Regions from separate parts of the Mus musculus genome. Here all the other regions are linked to region 1. The links are chromatin contacts, called in public HiChIP or PLAC-seq maps. All regions are on one chromosome and are shown on one strand. The core of a region is the stretch at or near the end of the contact, and the rest is flanking DNA. Distances in the headings are between cores, read along the strand shown.

Region 1 (2,877 bases), core at 151-2,650:
GAAAGAAGAGGGGGTGGGGAAGGAGATAGAGGGGTTCTGGATCAGATATGGGGATCAACAGGAAGGATGGTCAGAATCCCTTGAGAATGAATGGAAATCTGCAACTGACAGGTATGGGGAAGTAGTGGGCATCTCCAGGGTGAAAGACCTAGGATAAGGGAGGCACCCAAGAATCAATGGGGATGTCCTTGTCCTTAGCTGTGACTCACAGCATTGGGGATTCGGTACCTCAAGAGGCCACCTCCTGCAGCCAGGCAGGAACCCCAATGGAATACCAAGCCACCCACAAAACTTTCAACCCAAAATTTAAACTGTCTACAAGTTATGGAGGGACAGGGAATGGAGCAGAGTCTGGGGGAACAAATAACCATCCCAACTTGAGACCCATCCCGTGGGCAAGCACCACTCCCTGGCAGTATTAATAATACTCTATGATGCTTCAGACAGGAGAATAGCATTGCTGCCCTGAGAGGCTCCATCCAGCAGCTGATGCAGACACTCACACCCAAATAGTGGATGGAGCTTAGGGACTCTTACAGAAGAATAGGAGGAAAGATTGCTGCCCATTAGGGGATAGGAACTCCACAGAAAGACTAAGAGAATCAACTAAACTGGTCCCTTGGGGCTCTCAGAGACTGAACCACCAACCACAGAGCATACATGGGCTGGACATAGTTTCCTGTCCCCAGCACATATGTAGCAGCTTGGTCTTCAGGTGGGTCACAAACAACTGGAGTGGGGGCTATTCCAAAAGTTATTGCCTGTTCATTTGATATGTTCTTCTAGCTAGGGTGCTTCATCTGGCCTCAATAGGAAACAATGAGCCTAGTCTCACAGAGACTTGATGTGTCAGTGTCGGGGATACCCAGGGTGGCCCCACCTGATCAGAGAAGAAGGGGTTTGGGGGATAGAACGATTGTGAAAGGGGATGACCAGAAGGGGGTAGTCAGCAAGATGTAAAGTGAAGAAGTAAGATGATGAAGATGAAGATGAAGATGAAGATGATGATGATTTTAATAGAATTGTTTTCAGTGCTGAGGATTGAAGTCAGTCCTTCACACACAGACAAATGTTCTATCACAGAGCTATAGCCTGGTCTAGAAAGCATTTTGATAGTATAATTAAAAGACCAACTTTAAGAAGAGTTTGAAGAAAGTAGAAACAACAACAACAAAAAAAGCAATAGATTCATGATTTCAGTTACTTTCCTTGTAAGACAAGAACAGAGAGACAGAACAACAGAAAAATAACCAATTAGTTAAGAACATCTTCTTTAACCTCTTTGGAGCTCTGTTGCTTCTAATTTGCCTGCAAATTCTGAGTTAATATGTATAGAATGCCTGACACACATCCTGCACTAAATAAACATAGGTAGTCATGCCCTGTGTATTAGTCATGGTTCTCCAGAAAAGCAGAACCAATAGAACATGTACAGAGAGGGAAAAATGAGCTCTGTCCCTGTGTAGTTTGGAACATAGGGTCTTGCTTTAAAGCCCAGGCTGGACTAAAACTTAGAATCCTTGTAACTCTGCCTCCTTCATTCTAGGATTACAGAGAGTGTGCCAGCACATTTGCCTCAATACCATTAATGGTATTGGAGACTAGAAAGTCCCAAATCTTCAGGATAGACAGTCAAGCTGAAAAATGAGGCAAAAGACCAGTGTTGTAGTTTAAGTTCAAGATCACCAACCTGAAGAGCTAGGGAGGAAAAAAAAAACTTACAGTTTAAATGCAAAAAAACAGCCTAGGGTCATAATTTTATTCCATTTAAGCCATTAACTGGTTAGATGAGACCCACCAATATTATGGGGCAATATTCTTGGTCAAAGTCTACCAACTTAAAAGTAAATATCACCCAAACACTCATAGCACATGTAAGCACTGAGCTCAGACCCATGAATATATAAAATTAAGCATATTGCCCTAACAGGTGTACTCAGGAAAGTAGTCCTTTGCCTTCCATAAAGCACTTCATATGTCTATTAAAGCCAGTTGGGAAGAGGTCCCTGAGACTGGGCTTCTTCAGAGGACAAAGTAGCAAGAGTGAGGTGTCAGAGGTCCTAAGTCTCTGCCAAGGCAAGGACCAAAAAGAAAATGTTAATGACCCCACCAACATCTGCTCTTACCAATGGATCTAAATCTGGCCAAACATGAGCTGATCTTCTTCAAGCTTACAGTGGTCCACTCCTTGACCATGCTGGGACAGTCCCATAAGACACTGATATGCAGAATGTTCACTGCAGATGTTCAAATGCATGAAAGAAAGACAAGAATCTTCAGGGACTTTTCAAAAGCCATTCTGAACCCAAGAACAATGGCTAACAGGACGTATTTTGTGAGGCATCTAAGTGCTCACGAACAAGAGTCGCATGAAACACCAGTTGTAGCTTACTATAGCATGTGTATGTTGATGATACTTGTGCTGTGAGGGGCCTTGCAGATCTCAAATAACATAAATCTCCTGTTCTTTGATCTGTACTTAATTATTTATCAACTATAGATGAACTCACCCAAAGCCAAGCCTGTATGTGGAGGAAATATAGATAGATAGATAGATAGATAGATAGATAGATAGATAGATAGATAGATAGATAGACACATATATGTGTGTGTATATATACTTTTAAAATTAAATTAATACAGCATTAATTTAGTCCATTACTAAGTATTCTTGCTATTTTGCTCATATATACATAATATGCATAATATGTATTAATATATGTATCAATATAATATTACATATTATGCATATTATGTATATAAGCAAAAGGGAAAATATCTAAAATATTTAATAATATTGTTATATATAATATATATTTAAACAAAAAGGAAAATACCTAAAATATTTAATAATGGATTGAATTCATGTTCCATTAA
Region 2 (2,877 bases), core at 256-2,755, 410 kb before region 1:
CCCACAGGTCACCAAGCAAGTATGCTCCAGTGCCTAGAACAGAGCTAGGAGGACTCAGTTATGCGCACATGTGGTCAGTATCCAGCAACTTATCATACCCATTGGTAGAAACCTCTATTTCTTCCAGAGTGGCTAGTTAAATATGCTGTCACATTACCAAACCAAAACAAACCAAAACAAAAACAAAAACAAAACAAACAAACAAACAAAAAACCTAAAAACAAAATAACAGAAAAGAATTTATCCTGAAGAAACTTGAGTCTTTCATATGGTTAAAAAATATTGTTAGTCTCTGCTTGTAGAACCAGAGTCAAATATTACAGAGTCTTTTAATTACATGTTGGCAGAATGCATTTACCCATACATAAGAGAGACATAACACATTCTGGGCTTCAGATCTATTGAAAAAGACTTGAGTCAAAGGCCTCCTTGGCCCATTCATGTCCAGGTTCTGTGAAATAGATGAAAATCAGCCTACACACTTCAGATTGTTTCTTCTTCTTTAAAGATTTACGTATTTTATTTTATGTGTGTGAGTATTTTGCCTGCATACAATTGCACTATGTGTATGCAGTGTCTCTGGAGTGTGGAAAAGGGAGTTGGATCCCTTGTAAATATTTATAGACAGTGCATGGGAACCAAACCTGAGTCATCTGCAAGAAGATCAAGGACTCTTAACTGCTGACCCGTCTCTCTACTCCTGGCTTCTTTAAGACAATAATAACGTTATTAATCTTAGGTTGCTAGGAATTGGAGAATATTGCTAGAAAGTGCTGTGGACAGTGACTAGCACATAGAGAAATATCCTGCAACAGACATGTGCTCATACCATTGCTTATAAACTGTGTGTGATGAAAGTTAGGAAGCTATAAAGCTTATAAGAAGTCAATATGGGCAAGAATGGGCTCATTACACTGTGTGAACTGGCAAATCAATCCTGCTATTCAAATGACCTTCTGTATTTACTTTTAATAGTCTCTGTCTTTCTAGATTCTGGCTGGCTGCCATGTTACCAGTCAGTTCTGCTCCTTCACGCAGATGTATACCCTTGGTGCAGGGAAGGGTAAAACAGCCATCCAAAATGCTTTAGAACAGAAAAGACCCAGGGAATAGTACACTTGTGATGGCTGTCTGACTCTCTCTATCACACACACACACACACACACACACACACAGAGAGAGAGAGAGAGAGAGAGAGAGAGAGAGAGAGAGAGAGAGAACAAAGTTTGGAGACCAAGATTTTTTTTAGCTCAATTGGTAGACTATTTGCCTAATGTATATGGGGGCACTGTGTTCAATATTTTACACTATAAGAAAATAAGGAAGATAGAAAAAACTAGCAATGTTGGTATCACAGAGATATAATGAGATATGAATGGGAGATATATATTCATTCTAGGGTTTGCCTTTATAACTAAAAATCCAAGTCATTTGGGATAAGAGTGTGCAAGTTGAACCACTAGATGGCATATTAACACTATGAAAGCACTGAACAGGCTTCTGTTTCCTCATAAAACAGCCCTACTGCCGCCCTGGGAACCTAATGCTTCCAGGCCAAGAAAAACTTAGTATTAAATCACTTGCTAATTGTAAAGCTTTTAGAAGCTACGTGACACATCTGGATGAATCTAAAATGTCTTATGTAGTATCTGTATCTTTCTATCTTTTTTTTAAGCCAGGAATGACCTTAGAGGGTTTGTATAATTGCTTCTCTCCCTCCATGGGGTTTCAGATCCTCCCTTGCCAGTTTATTCCAATAATATCCATTGTTTCCTAACCTTCTGTATCCTCACTGCTTGTCCCAAGTATTATCCATGCCATCTTCTTCTACACCATTCAAGAGCTTTCCAATTTCTTTTTAAAAAAACAGTTCCCTTAATACTACAGCATTTTCAGTAGATAAGTAAAAAAAAAATTTTAAACTTGGAAAAGAAGATCTTCCTCCCTTCCACCGAAATGAATGATTTTTGAGGGGTCTATAGACAAATTGAGATGCTTATAGTATCAAATTAAAAACAGCAGTCCAGGAGAGAATGTTATGGTGTAACCTTACAGAGAAGACACACCTTTAGAGAGGAATAAAAATAATTACCATCATAAGAAGCAACTACTATTTTCATAAAAATTACTGTGAGGCTCCTGACTAATGTTTGATTTTATGTAAGTCTGAAATACCATGAAAACCAGGACTGTTAGTGTTTGACCACAGCACTGAGACTATGAAAGGCATATAACAAATATTTTCTAGATTAATAAACGCCCAGATAAACCATGAGGAAAATATAACTGGAGTTAAACACATATTATTTCATAAGCAGAGGAGGCAAGCAATTTTCTCCATGAATAACCATATAAAGCTAAGAATGGAATGCTGTGGTAAACGCAGGACATATGAAACACATGGAAACTGGTTGGCTTGGTTGGAAAAGAAAGTGAATGTAGAACACTAAGTAACAAGGCCACTTGGGAGAGAAATGGTTGACAGAGAAAAGAGTAAGGAAGATTTATGCCTTAAGCTCAGTCCCCACTCCAAAACTGTGACTTCTGGCATTTTTTCTAGTTTTTTTTTTTTTTTACTTGATTCCTATGCCTATAAATTCACACACACACACACACACACACACACACACTTAGATCTATCCATCATGCTTCTTTGGCTGGTTTTAAGTGTTGAATGTTTAGGAGAAAATATTTGGTTAATAAAGGTATTCATACTTTTGTTTTTGTTTTTGTTTTTTGGGTGTTTTTTTCTTTTCTTTTCTCTGAAACAGAGTTTCCTGAGAGAAAACTCAGGAACCTCTTACCTTAGCTTCCTGAGTGATAAGATTGCAACCTGGGCTTTTGGTTCTTTGGTGCTCTATGTCTCTGTGTCTTTGA
Region 3 (2,877 bases), core at 97-2,596, 380 kb before region 1:
AAGCATACTAAGACCAGCCATGAAAGCTAAGAAGCACTACATAGCCTTAATATCAACATAGTGGTAAAAGCTGGTCTAACATTTCACCATCCTTTTCCCAGGGGAAATGCATCTAATTTGTGAAACCTGACAACTATTCTTGTGATTAATATTTGCAGAAAAATCAGACTTTCTGCTGGTTCATGTGAACTATGCTTCGTAGTGACTTTTTCTTTTTCTTTGCTAGCAAATAGAAAAGACTATATTTTTTTATTCAATTTCAATACACTAGATCCAAATTTAGCAATTTTACTCACAAGAACCACTTGGGAAAACGCAAGCTCAAAAAAAAAAAAAAAACCAAGGGGTGTGGCATGCAGCTCCCCATATTTCTCTCTTTATATTTGTTAAGCTCACATAAATAGCAGATGCATGGACAGTTACATAATGAAAAGGTTAGTAAATTCCTGAGAGGTTAAATTTCACTTTTACTGGCATTAGTTATAACTACAAAATTCAACAAAATAAAATACTCAAAATGTGATTTTTTTCTTTTCCTATTATAACTGTGACAGCAGTAATTCTGTTCCACAGCAGAGGCGGGTAGTAAAAAAGACACACCCCAGTTGTCATACACTTTGGGTTGCTCTGCTGCTTGCTATCTGCACTTTTCTTTCCTTAGACATTTTCTCCTGTCTGTCTCTATGGCTTTGGTATGTCCTACTTTGGCTGCATTTAGTAAGCGAATTTAAGAAAATGGCACTGTTTTCTTTATAAGGATGTTTTTAGAGCTTGACTGGATTTATCTGAACTCATCTCTGGTATCTTTACATAGCTCACTTTAGTAGTAAAATTTCCCACATCAAACAACTCTTTGAGCAAGTAAATTATTTCATTTAAAGTTATTTAATCAGGGTTCCAGTTCACCTTAAAATCTTCACTAAGGTAATAGAGTAAAAAATAAACAAACAGACAAACAAACAGGCAAACAAGTCCCCTCTGGGTGCCCCTTAAAAAGAGAGACCCCACTTAGTCAAAGGATGAAGCAGTCCCCAGAAGTCTCGAGAACCCTCAGTCACCTCTTCAGTTTCATTTCTGGAAACCCTTACATAATCTGAGCTAACATGCCTCCTGCTGACCAGTGGAGCCCAAGAACACAATATCCACTGCCCTCAGTCTGACACAAAACAGCCAGTGGCCAGACTGCTGGCCCCGAGGGGACTTCTCCACAGAGATTTCTCAGCACTGTGCGCTGTAAACATCTTCCTTTTCCTTGGCCTGCAGCCATTGTCTCGCCCACCTTCTGATGTGTAATTTCAGCCCTATTCTCTTCCTGCCTTAGGAGGAAAAAAATAATAATTAACCTGAGTTATCAGGATTATTCAGCAGAGAAGGAACACAGGAAGCAGGCCACCCGCGTGGGCTCCCTCTCTGCTTTCCTTTCTCTTTTTAAAAACCTTCACGTAGTTCAGAAAAGACTTGTGTGATTCAGAAAAGACTCAGTGGTTTCCACAAAACTAAAGTTGAACAGGTCATCTACCAGGGATGCCACTAAAATAAACCAAGCAGGATTACCTCACCCCTACACTTTAGCTCAGGCTAACCTAGATCTTCTTATAAAGCTCAGATTAAAGGTGTCATCTTACAATCTTCTGGTGGGGAACCCCGATTTGCTGTTGGTGGTGGTATAATGTTGGGGATCAAATCTAGGGCCCTGCACATGCCAGATAAGTTATCAACCACTGAGGCTGCCTCCCAGACCTTCTTCATCTTTATACACTTTGATTATATTTTAACCATGAAGAAATAGTGACTCTATTAAAGATCACCTCTGGCTCCAGATACTACCCACTTTGCCGGCCCCCTAACTTAGTGATGCTTGGATGGACCAAGTACTACCAACTATAACTGCCCTTTCTGCTTGATTTAATGTGTATTTAGAAATAGTTGGTCCTAATGAAAAGGTACAATCACTTTCCCAGTACTTACTTAGGAATGATCCAAATGAACAAATGGAACTCTTAAAGAATAGACTAATGAATCTTTGCATGCTATATATAACTATCAACAAGAGAAAGAAAACCTCTCAGGAGGAGAAACAGTACTACTACTCAGAAGGACATGTATGGTACTCCACGCCATGTTACAATTAGAGTCTCTTCTGCATAAAGCTTCATTATGTCGATAGCCATTGCCCATGATTGCTGAAGGTCACATATTGGTGGTGGTGGGGGGGGGGGGGACGGGGAAAGCAAATAAACATTTTACATAAATACATTTTTTAAAATGAATTGATTATTTTTAAAATATCATTTTTTGTATCCTGTGTTCTCCAAACAGACCAGAGATATTTCATGAACAGGAGGGCGGGGAAGATGTAATTGACTGGTAGCCCTGATCCCTGATACATTGGCTCCAAATTCACTCATTCATTATTCTTATTTGTTTTCTTTCTGAAACAGGATTTCATGTGTCCTGAGGAGTTCTCTGACTTGTGCCCCATGCCATGGTTCATGTTCCTGGGGATCAAATGCAGGATGTTGCAGACTATGGAGTGCTCTATAAACGGAACCACATCCTTGTCCCAAAATCTCTAATTCAGCATTGAACTCCACAGTCCATCAAAACATAGTGCTTACTGGGCATAGACCTCAAACCTCTGGGCAAATCATGATGATATGCACCACTTTTTAAAGTCAAATTTATTCATCCAGAAAAACATATTTCTAGAGTTCTATTTTAATAATGAATATAATCCACTAGTTCTCCATAGAGGTTGTCTATTTTTTAAAGATTTGGAACACTCATTTTTGAATTATTATAGGATGTTTGATTTAAAGAAAACCATTAGTTTTAGCTTACAAGACATGACTTAATTTATCTGCTTTTTGTTCTTGC

What was found. HiChIP or PLAC-seq counts read pairs in DNA pulled down with a chosen protein or histone mark.
Region 2: a contact with region 1 is called in a CTCF HiChIP or PLAC-seq map of the NIH/3T3 cell line, with 6 read pairs. The contact joins two enhancer-like sites. A contact is called at or near these places in 2 of 15 datasets of contacts at CTCF or cohesin (the NIH/3T3 cell line and stem cell-derived epiblast-like cells), 17 of 484 Hi-C or Micro-C datasets (the CH12 cell line, the Patski cell line, bone marrow-derived macrophages and 10 more) and 4 of 115 datasets of contacts at active chromatin or transcription factors (the NIH/3T3 cell line, bone marrow-derived macrophages, embryonic fibroblasts and 1 more).
Region 3: a FOXA1 HiChIP or PLAC-seq map of pancreatic cancer cells shows a contact between it and region 1. The contact joins two enhancer-like sites. A contact is called at or near these places in 5 of 15 datasets of contacts at CTCF or cohesin (the NIH/3T3 cell line, embryonic stem cells and stem cell-derived epiblast-like cells), 19 of 484 Hi-C or Micro-C datasets (the C10 cell line, the HPC-7 cell line, LSK cells and 5 more), 3 of 115 datasets of contacts at active chromatin or transcription factors (the HPC-7 cell line, heart atrium and pancreatic cancer cells) and 1 of 9 other capture datasets (embryonic stem cells).

Annotation. Positions count from the first base shown.
Region 1 is chr1:150,246,596-150,249,472 of GRCm38.p6, forward strand. No RefSeq gene overlaps it. Among named protein-coding and RNA genes, the nearest start is that of Pdc, 71 kb to the right of the region's middle. Within about 2 kb of position 1,401, at least 12 of the 459 cell types and tissues checked have an H3K27ac peak or open chromatin away from gene starts, as enhancers often do. A contact at or near this core is called in the NIH/3T3 cell line and pancreatic cancer cells, where this site is marked.
Region 2 is chr1:149,831,671-149,834,547 of GRCm38.p6, forward strand. All of the region lies in intron 17 of Pla2g4a (phospholipase A2, group IVA (cytosolic, calcium-dependent)), which reads right to left. Among named protein-coding and RNA genes, the nearest start is that of Gm23535, 130 kb to the left of the region's middle. Within about 2 kb of position 1,506, at least 22 of the 459 cell types and tissues checked have an H3K27ac peak or open chromatin away from gene starts, as enhancers often do. A contact at or near this core is called in the NIH/3T3 cell line, where this site is marked.
Region 3 is chr1:149,861,740-149,864,616 of GRCm38.p6, forward strand. The region is part of intron 12 of Pla2g4a (phospholipase A2, group IVA (cytosolic, calcium-dependent)); the gene reads right to left. Among named protein-coding and RNA genes, the nearest start is that of Pla2g4a, 98 kb to the right of the region's middle. Within about 2 kb of position 1,347, at least 64 of the 459 cell types and tissues checked have an H3K27ac peak or open chromatin away from gene starts, as enhancers often do. A contact at or near this core is called in the NIH/3T3 cell line and pancreatic cancer cells, where this site is marked.